2 separate regions of the Anser cygnoides genome follow, and region 2 is linked to region 1. The links are chromatin contacts, called in public Hi-C maps. All regions are on one chromosome and are shown on one strand. Each heading gives the region's core, a stretch centred on a gene start, on an enhancer-like site or on the middle of the called end of the contact. The rest is flanking DNA. Distances are from core to core; before and after follow the strand shown. Region 1 holds the start of TTL (tubulin tyrosine ligase). Region 2 holds the start of ACSS1 (acyl-CoA synthetase short chain family member 1).

Region 1 (6,134 bases), core at 854-3,353:
TTGCTTGTGGTGGCTGGCTGCAGCACGTGTGAGCATCCTCACTGCTCAAGCCTCTCCCAGGGTTCCCCTGCCTCCTGCAAACACCCTGACGCTGGGAGGTGACCAGATGGCACTGCCATGTGGCGGGGACTTTCCAGTCACAAGCGCCTGTGGAGACAGGGGGAGTGGTGCTGGAGCTGCTGACTTACCGATCTGACAGAGCAGGGGTGACCAAGTGGTGCTGGGCTTGAACTGCATGAAAGGGGCTGCAAAAGCAGTCCTGCCCCCAGGCTGCTGGGACTGCAGAAGGGAGACACCCTGCGGTGTTGGGGTTAGCGGCGTCCTCACCACAAACCTGCTCCGACACGCTGGGGAGAGGAACCAGCACGGGGCCAGCCCAGCAGCTGGCACTCTGCACAGACACCCACCAGCCTCGCAGCTCGCCACCAGCCACAGGCAATGACGGTGCATCTCTGCTCCCCGCCGCACCCCACAACGCTGCCAGCGCCTGGCGTGGCTCTCCCTGCTCGTGGGCAGCCTCTCCTTCCCTGCTGCTGGGCTCTTCCCTGTCTGGTAGGGCCGGGGACAGGCAGCAGGGCTGGCAGGGGACAAACCCGCGTAGGGAAGCTCCCAGAGCTTGCTCACCCACGGCCATGCATGCTGGCAGAAGGGGACAAGCAGCAGTGGAGAAGAAGAGGGGGTGCCCTGGCCTTACATGCACACGGCCTCCACAATAACTCTCCCCCTGCCCCAAGCAGGGACCAGTCGTGCTGTCACCCTCGCCAAGACCCTGCAGAGGCACATCCTCGGATGATGGTTTCAGTGCACCTGGCTGTGACACGTTTCCGCAGGAGCTCAAACCCCAGAAACACTCCCCTAACGCGTGAGCTCAGCGCTGCAACCTCCCTGCCCTGTGCTAGGCACAGGGATGTCACTGGCACCGCTGTGTCCCCCATGATCCTGCACCAAGAGACAGAACCCCCAAGGAACAGCAAAAAAAAAAAAGCCTCAAGTGTTTTTTCTGCACGCAGGCTCAGAAGTAGGGGTGACGTGACCCCCCCAGACAGCCCTGGGGATGGCAGGGACCCTGAGACCACTGTCCTCTACAGGCGGGGAGCCAAACAAAGGGAGTGTCCCACTGCGGGGTGCGAGTCCCGGCTGCCAGCATCCCACTCCTCCGCCCCGCAGCCCCCAGGCTGGGCTGGGTATTTTGGGGGGCATCGCAGACGCTGTCCTCCAGGAGTTTGGGGAGGGCGATCCTTCGAGGCCTGGCGAGGGGCAGCAGCCCCCAGCAGGGACTGCCTGTTTTCAGGTTTTGGGACAGAGCCCGTTCCAGGGATGGAAGCGGCCGCAGGGAGACCCCCGGTGCTGCCCCTTTGTTCTTGGCGATGCGGGCTGGGGCGGCCACGGGGTCCCTGCGGCAAGGAGCCCGGCGGCAGACAGACGGCTGGGGGCCAGCTCTCACCGAGGGGCTGCTGCCACTGCCAAGGGGGCCAGGAGACACCAGGGGACAGCCGGGCGATGCCTCCCAGGCTATGGGGGACCCTATGGGGCACACCCTGCCCGCAGAGGTGCCAGGGGGCTGCCGAACCCCGGTGGCCGCACCCTGCCGGGGGGGGGGGGACACCCCGACAGCACCGCGCCCTGCTCATGCACGGCGGCGCCGAGCCAGCCCTTACCCAGCCTGCCGAAGGGGAGCCGGTTCCTCTCGCCCAGCATCAGGTTGAAGCGGGGGTTGTCCTTCCTGAGCCGCCTCCACTGCCCGCTGGCCAAGAGGAGCCGGGAGACCTCGGCGTAGACGCTGCTGTTCTCGTCCCGCACCACGAAGGTGTACATGGCGGCGGGGCGGGGAGCACCCCCGGACCCTTACCCTACCCTACCCCGGGGGCCCGCCGGCCTCCCCAGGCCCATGGGGCCCCGCCGCAGCCTAGGCAGGGCCCTGCTCGGCCACCGGCACCGGCACCGCCGCCTCCTCCCGTCCTGGCTCCGCATGGCCGGGGCCGCCCGCCCCTGCGCGCCGCCGGGCTGAGCTCATCGCGGGGAGGGACCGCGCCGGGCCCCGCGGCTGCGGGGCGGGGAGGCCCCGGCTCGGGTCTACCCCCGGCTCGGGGGGGGGACAGGGAGGGACAGGGGGGCACACGGGGGGGGTGCTGGCCCTGCCCCTGCACCGCCTTCCCCACGGCGACCCGGAAGCAGAGCGGGTTTTCCCGATTGTAGAAGATGGCGCCGTGGGGGGTGGTGGTGAGCCCCGGCCCTGTGTGCCAGCAGGGGGTGGGAGAAGGGGATGGGAGAAGGATGGGGGGATCGTAAAGGTCTGCCCGTGTGGCTCTGCCCTGAGCCCCGACGTTGCAAGGGCCCCTGTGGGGTACAGCTATGGGGGAGAGGGAAGGGGTCGTCCCCTCTGCTCAGCGCTCCTTGGCCCGCATCGGGATGCTGCGGGTAGTTCGAGGATGGTCTTGGTGAAATGGAGTGAAAAACAGATGGCAGATGAGGGTGGCAGGCGAGGAAAGGGCCAGGCTGCCCCTGGGGGTGATGCTGGCCCCAAGCTGAGAGACAGCGAGGCCTGGGAGCTGGTACACCGACACTTGTCCTTGGTCCACCACACTCATCAAATCCTGTTTTTCTTCTTGACATCTTTCGGTTTTCCTGTGCTTATCTTCTCAAGCATTGTTACCGAGTTAGGTTTTTCTGTTCATTGAAAATGCCTTTTTCCTTGTAACCATTGCTCCTGTCTTCCTCTTAAACGAGGCTGCAGCCAACCGCACCCATCTCGTTTCACAAATTCACAACCTGGAGAGTTTAGATCTCTTAACAAACCTGTCAGTAATGGCAACAGAGTTCTTGATTTGGTTAATGCCCTGGTTTCCTTGCAGACCCTGTATGAGAAATGCCGTCAGCACTGCATGCTTGTGTTGGTTGCTATAAAACACGACGCATTTCCAACAAATCAAGAGCATTTTCCTGAAGAGAACTGAAATGTGTGGTAGATTGGTGATGACCAGCATGCTTTTTCTTTTTTTGACAACATGAGATGATACGTGGCTCAAGGACAGGGAAATCTCATTTTAAAAATGGCTCCTTACCTACCTCATTTTCTTCTGCTAAATTGATCAAAAAATTCTTAATGAAATGTTTTCCACCTTATGGACGGTGACAACAATTAGTGTTTCCAAGTTGTTATGGTAAAAGACCAATTTTATTAATAATCTAAGGAAAATAGAAAACACCCAAATGTAGGCCAAATGGATGATAACAAGATTCGAATGAAGAAGAACTGTCCGATTATTTTTTATCATCTTTGACTGGATGCTGACGTGCAGGTTGTTTAAATGTGATGCTAATTGTTACTGACATGAATCTTGGGATACTGAATCTAGTCTTTTTGAAGCTAAAAGGTTTTTCCTGAATATAAAATGGGATCAGAACTTAATTTACCTCCCCTCCCCCCCCAAGAAAAAATAAAAGGGTTTTAAAGCAATATTATCTCAGCTGTGCCATTTAGAAGTAAACATTTTAATTTTGTGTGTGTGTGTGTGTATGTACACCTCTTGTATGTGAGGAATGGCCTGTGGGTATGCTCCTGCATGGGCAGAGTGAGAATGGGAACCATCAACCCCAGTCATTTGGGACCCCACTTGTCTTCCTTTTGACAAGGCTGTAGAGGTGGGGAATACATCAGGACGTTAAATCCCATCCTTCTCCCACTCTGGAGAAAAAATTAACCTTCTTTATTGAAAGTTTTTCTGAACTGACACTTTCCAGGTTGTGATAAAGTGAGTTTTGCAGCTTTTCTTTTCACGTGGTCCTGGATGGCTCAGAAGAAAGTGCTGCAACATTATTTTGCTAACGCTGATCTGGTAACACAGGAGAAACTTCCTTTCCAGCTTCGATGGCAGCTACCAGGATGGATAAAATGCATGATGGATATATGCAGTTCCAAAACTGATGACAGCACTACAGATATAACTTACTATACTCACAGGTATATAGAAAAGATATGAAAACCTACAACTGCAAAATGTGACCTAGTGAGAGATGTCAAGCTTGTCCAAAATAATAAATTACCACTAATAAACACATTCTTTTATCAAAGGTTGCATGCTCCTTCATTGCAAAAGCACCCTGGGGTGTCTCCTTCAGGTATTTGCTGTAGCTAGGGCAATACTCTGAAAAGGATCCCAAACAAGTGTTCTGCATAGGGCGCTTCTGAAATAATACTATGGTCTGTTATTAATCTCAGCGTGTTGCAACTTGCTGATATAAGAGCGATGATCTGCCTCCAGTGAACACAAGGTAGCACACAGGGAATTGGTCTTTTTTTTTTTTTTTCAGGGATTTTGAATGGCTATTTGACCCAATCTTTGAGACAGAAATAATACACAAAATTATATGTCTCAGTCTCAGGATGAGGAATCTGCTTTCCTTTTGTTTGCTTAAAGCAAAAATGCGGGCAAAATTTCGCCATGCAGCTCATTTCTACTAGGAGGCGCTCTTCGACCTAGAATTTGATGGGGCTCCTCATCTGTTTTCGGATGCGTTGTTGGTTTGTGTTATCCTAATAGACCTGTGCATGGTTTAGCTTAAAATTCATCAAAGCCCCGGGAATCATGGTGTGTCTGGGACTCAGATGCTGAGGTCATTCTCTCTTCCCAATTTAGAAAGCTGCTCTTTGTCAGGGTTCCAGATTTATAGTTGGTGCCTTGTCTCCGTTATTTGCAGAAGTAAGTACAAGATGCAAAGGCATTTCCTAAACTTAAGATCAATGTGTTAGATCAATAAGCAGAATGAAATCCATTACTGAATTACTCAATATTACATTCAAAAGTTCCTGTAATGATTTTTTTTTTCTTAAAGGATATCACATATAAACTAGATTTAAATAATCTGAAAAAAAAAATACATCTTCTTTGTGTATTTGGGACAAATGCTTGGAGATATCCCATTCTCAGTGGAATTACTGCATGTACTTTTTCCTAGCTTTGACCCTCAGTGTGGAAAATCTCCAGACCACTTCCGAATTCAAGAAATATTTGTAGCTACAGTTTATGGTTTATCCACCATCCAGTTAGATTTATTTCAGACGTTTTTTTGTACAATTCACACTCTGTTTTTTATTGCTGTTTTTTTTTTTGTGGTTTGTAAACCAATGGACTGTAGTTTCTGGAAGGCTGTGCAGTAATCTGAAAGGTGCTGCTAGTCCATCAAGGCCAAAGACTGGAAGAGCTAAGCACAGGGTCCTTGCATTTCCAGACCCTATTAGACCTGAGTGTTCTTGCTCCTGGCCACACTACAGAGAGGGGTTAGCTCCCTCCAGCTGGTTTCATGATCCACATCCTTCCTTATATGCCCTCAGCCCCACTTTCCTGCAGCGAGAGACGAGGAGGATAGTAAAGGCTCTTTTGTTGGCAGGTCAGAGGGTGGCTCAGTTTTGCAGTCCTACACAGTGTCTGTGCCTGTCCCACGGAGTCGCTCACTTCAGAAGAGACTGTAACGGCATGCCCTCAGGACCGCCGGTTTGTAATGGCTCTTTCACCCTGGAAGAAAAGAAGGCATATTTAGGCTGATGGACAGAAGACCAAGAAATCTGACAGTCCTGATCCCTACCGGGCTGTCCCTTGATCTGCTGCCGCCCATGGATGGGGAATTACAGGCAGCAGAGTGGGACGTCTCTGTGCCCTTCTCATCAGACTCCACGTGCAGGGCAGGATGGAGCTGACTCACTGTGTCTTCTCGATGTCCTCGATGCCTTCAGGCAGGCGCACGTTGAGTGTCTCCGGGAGCAAGAAGGCCACCGAGCCGCAGCACACTGCCACACCACAGTACGTCACCTCGGGCAGAGACCTCCACACGTCATCCAGCAGGAAGACGAGTGGAGCCAAAGCCCCACCAATCCGTGCCGTGAAGGAGGTGTATCCCATCCCATTCTGCCTGGAAAGGTAGGGGACCATGGTGGAGTAGACCACAAGAAAGATATGGGTACTTCTTTCATACCAGACCTTGCAAACTCTGGTTTAAGTATGCACCATTCCCACATAAAACAGACCGGTGAAAGATAGAGGACTGTAGGTACTCTGGGTAGGGAGAAACAGAGGTGAAGTAAACCATGATCCATGCAGTAATCCATGAGTTGATTTTTTTGTTTGTTTTCCTCCAGA
Region 2 (6,743 bases), core at 1,992-4,491, 150 kb after region 1:
GTTCTCGTCCAGCAAGGGTCCCTGTTCGGGCGCCATTTGTTGTCGACGGAGGGAAGACACAAACGCTCAATATGAGTGTTAAGTATGCTTCAGCTTTAATGGATAGCTCAATTGTCTTTTATCGTGTACAGGATAATTAGCTCATACATATTGCAAAAGCCAAGCTCCTTATTGGTAAGCGTCATCTACTGCCCTATCTGTTAGTTCCGCATTCTTCTATCCGCTAGTTCCCCTTTCTAATCTAACTATAACTCCCAGGGCAGTATGCCCTCTACTATCATTGTTTCTAATTGCCTGGGATTTCTCACAAGAGTTCCCAGACAAGCCTTGCGTACGTGCCTTTGCTCTTGTTTTTCTAGACCAGCTGGGTGCGGTAATCCGCCATTTCCTTATCTTGCAGCTGCACGAGATCAACGTGATTACGCGCAGCGAGCCAGTCCTCAACAGCTGAGAATGAAGGCTGAGGCTTCAAACCATCTCCAGCAGGTCATGGATGGATGCAGAGAAGCCAGACTGCCTTTCTAGGATGCCAAATGCTACTTACCCCAGCAGGGATGAAAATCCTGTGCTTGAGTGCTTCCAGTTGAAGGTCATGATCCTGCAAATACCTCTGCCCGTGTTGAGCTTTATGCTGGCACCCTGAGGACAGGATGCTTGCACACTGCATTGAGCAAGACTTGTATATATTGGCAGGAATCAAAGATGAGGCCAATAAATGACATTGTTGGATGTTTTAGTAGTAGGAATAGGAGAAGAATGATGGGTGCTGATTTTATTTTTATTTTTTGATGTGTTCGTTTGTTTGGTTTTGCTTTCGGTTTTGCTACAGCTCTGAGTAACAGATACCCATAGCCAAACTCACCCAATACTCACACCACTACTGGCTTGGTTCCTCAGTACTTGCCATGACGTCAGCATAAAAGACCCTTGATACATGCCAAGGGCTGCTAAAATCTCATGTTCAGTGAGGTTGCCTGGCTGGAGCAGGAGGCTGTCTCAGGAATCTTGGCTGCACCAGGGAATGAATCTCTCTGCAGTGGTGGCTGCAAGCTTTGGGAGCTGCCTTAAAGAGGTGGCGTTCACGGATAACAGTAAGAGGGCTTCCCCAGAGCTGCTAACACCAGCATCACTGTTTGGACTCCATAATGCCAAGAGGGGCTTCTGAACAGAAAAAAAGCAATTCCATACTTGCTCTTACCTAGCTCCAGCCCTTCCTGGCATACTCAAGCACTGTACTTAATGAGAATTGCTGTAACCCTCATTTGCTTTCAAAAGCAAGCAGTCTGCTGTCAGCCTTCATCACCAGAAAGTCAGGGACAGGGAGGAATTACAAAACCTCATCTTCCTTCTGCCCAGCTCTTTTAGAAGCAAGAATTCAGGGTTGTCCTTGTCCTGCCAAGCAGCTCAGCTGAGCTGGGAGATCAGGTGCTCTGCAGGCTGGATTGTGCCTGAGTTGTGCTGATGGTGGTTACAGCTTTCTTTGAGGAAAAAGACAGCCAAAACCCGAGGATGGAGAGTTGCCTGGTGATGTAAAGAAAAAAAAAAAAAAAAAAGAAATTTCATGTTGGAAAAGGAAAATCAGTCTTATATGAAAGAAAATCAGAGAATGGCAGCATTCCCAGAAGATTTCAAGGTCTGCAGCAGCCTAGGCAAAATAAACAGCTAGGTTTTCAGGCCAAAGAATTTAATTTCATGCTCTGTTTTTTTGGACAACACTTCCCTCCACTTCTATCTGCTATTTGTGTGTGTGTGTGTGTGTGTGTGTGTGTGAAAAGCTTTCATCTGAAATACTGATTTATTTATTTATTGCCGCTAAGTAATTTTGATGTAAAACTTCTGAGCTATCCTTAAGCAAACCAACCGAAAGCGGAACAACTCCCCATACTCCCATCTGGCACAAGGTGGCACACACGCTATTGGTTATAACTTAGCGCTTATCCAAAAAGAAATATTGGCATTCAGAAGACAAGGAAGGAATATGTAATTGTATTAGCAGTGTGACGATGCCAACTTTACAAGGAAGTTAAGGGGATATTTAATCTTATATGTTACCTATAAAACACAGATGGAAATGTCAGAAGTGCCAGAAATCCGAGTCCTGATAAGGTCTATACCATTTACCTAGATAAAATGTCTGGTGATATTCCTAGGAAATCTAGAGAAAACACTACCTTGTCGCTACCACTGCCAGAACAAGCTTGAGCTTAGCACAAAGAATAGGTTAAAGCCACTATTCTTGAATATGAAATGTGCTTTGTCTGCCCAAATTCTGGGAATTCACTGAGGTGGCACTTAGGAAATACTCGATAGTTTGGCACTTCTTAAGGAATCCCAGACCTTGCTGTGATCTTTGCAACTATGTGCTGGGAGGCAGGACCAGACTGCCTAAAAGAATTACTGCACAGCAAAGAGGGCAGTGTTATGCACGAAGAAGAAGGTCAGTGTTATCTGCTGTAAAATCTCAGTGCTCGTTTTTCGCGGGTCAGGGTTGGATCATGTCTCTCAGCCACCCTGGTGTTGCGACTAAGGGGAAGTGGAGAAGCACTGTGATACCAAAGCTGGGAGCTCCACGTTGTGGTAATAACGATGCTCGCAGGGCTGCCAAGAAAAAGGGGATGTGCACCCTCTTGGAGACCTACCCCACTTCAAGCTGCGAAAGCAATGAGGGGGCAGTAGTAAGACACACTTCTGCGTGCGTGTCTGTGCAGAGGGTTCCCAGGGCTGTGTGGACACAGGGTCACATTGGGGTGGGCATCTCTCAGGGTGTTTTCCCAGGGCTGTGTGGGTGGTGGGGTGTACTTGTGTGAGTGCAATGTGTGTTCCCGAGGCTGTGAGGCTGCCGGGGTGTCTGTCTGGCTTCAGGAGGGTTCCTAGGGCAAGGCCCTGCACCTGGGGAGGAACAGGCCCATGCACCATGGGGACTGACTGACTGGAAAACAGCGGGCAGAGAAGACACTGTGTGTTGTGGTTGCCACCAAGCTGACCATGAGCTAGCGGCGTGCCCTTGTGACAAAGGAGGCTAAGGATACCCAGCGCTGCCTCACGAGGAGCTGATCCTCCCCCCGTGCTCAGCACTAGCGAGGCCACACCTGGAGCACCGGGCTGCCCCCCTCAGCCACCCCATGGTCCCGGCGGGTGCAGGGGCTCCCCCGGGTGCGGGCCGCTCCCGGTTCCCGTCCCTCCCCGTGCGGGCGGTGTCTCCCGAAGCCAGGGGGGTGTTCCCGGGGCCGGGGGCGGTGCCGGGTCCGGCAGCCGCGGGGCCCCGACGGCGGAGCAGGGCCGTGCCCCATGGCGCTGGCGCGGGTGCTGCGCTCCCTCAGCCGCCCGCTGCCCGGGGGCCGGCTCCCTGCCTACCGCCGCTGCGGAGGCGGCCCCGCTCAGCTCCCCCCCGGCGGCTACGGGGCATGGCAGGAGCGGGCCGCCCGCGACCCCGGCGCTTTTTGGGCCGAGGCGGCTCGGGGCTCGCTGCGCTGGGACAGCCCCTTCCACACCGCCTGCGAGGCCGGCCCGGACGGAGCCGGCGCCCGCTGGTTCCTCGGCGGCCGCCTCAACGTCTCCGGTAAGGCTGCCCCTGCCCCGGGGCCGCGGGGGCCGCCCTGGCGGCGGTGGTGGTGGTGGTGCCGGGCTGCCCTGCTCGCCTTCCTCCCCGGCAGCCTCGCCGAGAGCGCGGCCGGGGGCTCCTCGGTCACAGCCGCAGCCCCGCGGTGGAGCGGGACCCGCTCGTGTGGTGATGCTGCGCCCGCAGCTGCTCGGGGGCAGGGTGCTGGGTGCGGTGCCGGTGGGCAGGGCGGTGCGGCACGAGGAGCTGCAGCCGTTCAGCAGAAGCAGTTGAACTTCGGCAAGACCTGTTGCTTTTCGGCAGTTTCAGCTGGAGGCTGAACGTGAAGGGAACCGGAACCCGGTCCCTGTTCCTTGCTGTAGCTGTCCAAACTACCACTTTAGTTTATTTCGGGCCGTATCAGCCTTGTAGTCTCTTCGGTGCTGTGGGACGGCTTCGTCCAGTGAGACAAGCCCCAGCCCTACCTAGGGTATAACTCGGTGGCGAGGTCTTTTAATAGGGATGTATATTTCTGTATAAAGCCGCCTTGCTTTAGCCCAAAGGAGCAAACCCTCCTCAGATCTTCTAAAGAACACAGCCCTCCCCATGGGAGGATTCCCAGCTGGGTGATTCCCAAGGGAACAGAGCTGTTTGTGCAGCCCTGCTTCCAGCAAACAGCAGTCGGTCAGAAGGGAGATTTTAGCCAGACTTGTGTTTTCAGCCTTTCCCGTTGAAAGGAAGATCCTGGCTGAGCACAGAGGTTGTTTGGGATCCCTTATTTCATCTGTAGGGTGGAACCAGCACCTTCTTAATCCCATGTGGGTCAGATAAAATCCAGGTGTTTCTGGGTCCGATTTTAGATCGTGTCTTGCATCTGGTTCTTCTGCAGGCACTGAATGCCACTTATGTTTTCTCTGCATAGCTTGAAAAAAAAACAAGTCACAGACCACTGAAACACAGCTGCACAGAATTAAATGGTTTTGCTGTGGCTGTTTTTCTTCTTTTAAAGCACAATGGAGATGAATAGCATGGTACTCAGCCACTGAGCGGCTGGTTTTCTGCTAAGAGGCTCTAGTTTTGTCCCTTGATCTCTTGATTGGAACAGCGGATAAGAAAACACACAACAGCTCGGGTCCCTGATTCAGAACATCCTGTGTTCCCGTCTCCAAACGCAGCCGGGCTGCAGGCGCCTGTGTGACCTGCTGCTTTTTGCCCGGGGGAGACCTCGCGGTCGGACCTGCAGAGGCGTGAGATTCAGCACTTGGGGGTTTATCGCATTGTAACTCCTTTCCAGGAAAAGACCCCAACAAGCTACTGTACCTGCAAGGCACCGCGTTCTCAGGAGCGTGTCGTATTGAATTGTTTCTGTGTGCTTTTCCAAGCGGTGTCGAGGAGGCAAGAAAACATACGGAGAAGCCATTAGGGTGTAGCGGTAGGGGGCAGGTCACTAAGTTCTATTTTGCAAAATGAGTGAAAGGCACTTGTAATGTCAGGAAGGAAATAATCGCGTTTGGCCCCGATTCATCGGCCAGCTCTTACCGAGCAAAGAGCAGAAACTCTCACTGGGCTCACTTGAGGCTCGCTGTAACAGAAATACCCGCTGAAAGACAGCAGTGCTGGTCATAAGTATGAAATGCTGCTTGGGAAATGAATTTCTGTGAATGTGTTTTACCGTAATGTGGCGCAATACGGGTAATAAGGGTATTGCTGCAATGAGCACGGAGGTAGGAGTTGGTAAGGGTCCCAGAACAAACCACAGCAGATCTGATTACGTATGGATGGACGACAGAGGAAACCAGTGTATAACTCCTTAAAGCATTCCTCCTCAGAGCTTTTGTCCTCCCGTATTGTATTAAGAAATGAAGAAATTTTATCTTTTTTTTTTTTTTCAGTATTACAAAAAACAAGTGAAGGGTTTTTTTTCATATTTTTGAGATAGAGAGTTGTTCTTGTAGTGAAACATGCTGAATTCTGAGGTTATTTTATCTTCTGCTCATCTTCAGAGGCTCATTTCCACCTTATTTGTAGTGCTGTAAATCAGCTTTGATCGTAGAACAGCAGAAGCAGGCTCCAGGGCTGCAGTTCACTTAACCTTCACAAGTTTTGACAGAACAATAGGCAGCTTTCATTGCACCTAATTTATCTGGAAAAATAAAATCCTTCCTCACCAGTATTAATATCTTTAGGAAATATGATCTGAAACTCAGCATTTTTTTTTTCAGGGTTATCTCTGAGTTATACGGCAGTGTGCCTGACTGGTTTTTAATAATCATCTATTGAAATATCATAACTGCCTTTACAAGCGTATAATGAAGTACGTAATTGTAGTTTAGGCTTGAATTAAAATTTTACGAGGCTAATCTTTAATCATCAGACAAGTAGCTGCCGAACGTGCGGGCAGGTTTCTTGAGTGGATTCTTTAGAAGTTTTTTAAGGTGGGTACTCTCTGACCCTTCACTCAAACTTCACCTCACATAGTTGTTCGGGTCCGTTTTACCCCTGGTTGTTACATGGGGAGATGCACCATCAGAAGCTGTTTGCCCTTTGTATTTTAGGAGTTGTAGCACACAGCTTGAGACGTGTTCATCTTTCCCAGCTGTCTAGTAATGTATAGCTGTCTGTACTCTGTGTGTTTACACTAGATCCTAAAGTTTTAGATTATTTTCAGTTAGTGGAGATTCAGCCCTTCCAATTATACCTTGGAATAAAAATGCTTTGCGTGAGCTGTAATTAGAAAATCCAAATGATGCAGTGCTAAAAATGCAAGCTGGGGAAGACAAGTCTGTCAGATTTATGTGGTAAAATGCTGCTCTGGTGAGGAAAAGCATCAGAAGAGTGTCCTTCTTGTCTTTGCGCTGGCAGGAGCAGGGGAGAGATTTTTGGCTGGCTTAAGCACAGCTCCTCTGAGTGCCAGTGGAACTAAGCTGAACTGAATCAGGCAAGGCCTCTTGTGGAGATGTCATCTCTAAGGCAGCTGTACCAATTAAGTATGGTATTTGTTTTATTTGTACACGACAAATATGGCAAAGACAACTTTACTATTACTACAAATGCTGTCAGTGTAAAGGACAACTTCCCGATGTTTGAAATGAGTGGGTGGCTAGCTAGGTGGCTGATGAAGTTTCATCTTATGTTTACCTACTGTTATGCTTGACCGAGCTAAGTTTACAGTCCTCTTTGTGTGTTATTAGGCTTTGATTAAACT

What was found. A called contact is a pair of places that touch in the nucleus more often than the background predicts.
Region 2: a Hi-C map of liver shows a contact between it and region 1, with 1.8 times the contacts expected there. The contact joins the promoter of ACSS1 here to the promoter of TTL in region 1. A contact is called at or near these places in 2 of 7 Hi-C or Micro-C datasets (granulosa cells and liver).

What each region holds. Positions count from the first base shown.
Region 1 is chr3:14,478,864-14,484,997 of Taihu_goose_T2T_genome, forward strand. It overlaps TTL (tubulin tyrosine ligase), which reads right to left and starts at 2,104. Exons shown (of 7, transcript XM_048079025.2): 1 at 1,659-2,104. The coding sequence starts at 1,815. SLC22A7 (solute carrier family 22 member 7) reads right to left here. Exons shown (of 10, transcript XM_013194917.3): 9 at 5,701-5,907; 10 at 4,994-5,513. The coding sequence ends at 5,450.
Region 2 is chr3:14,624,721-14,631,463 of Taihu_goose_T2T_genome, forward strand. It overlaps ACSS1 (acyl-CoA synthetase short chain family member 1), which reads left to right and starts at 3,242. Exons shown (of 14, transcript XM_048079023.2): 1 at 3,242-3,559. The coding sequence starts at 3,289.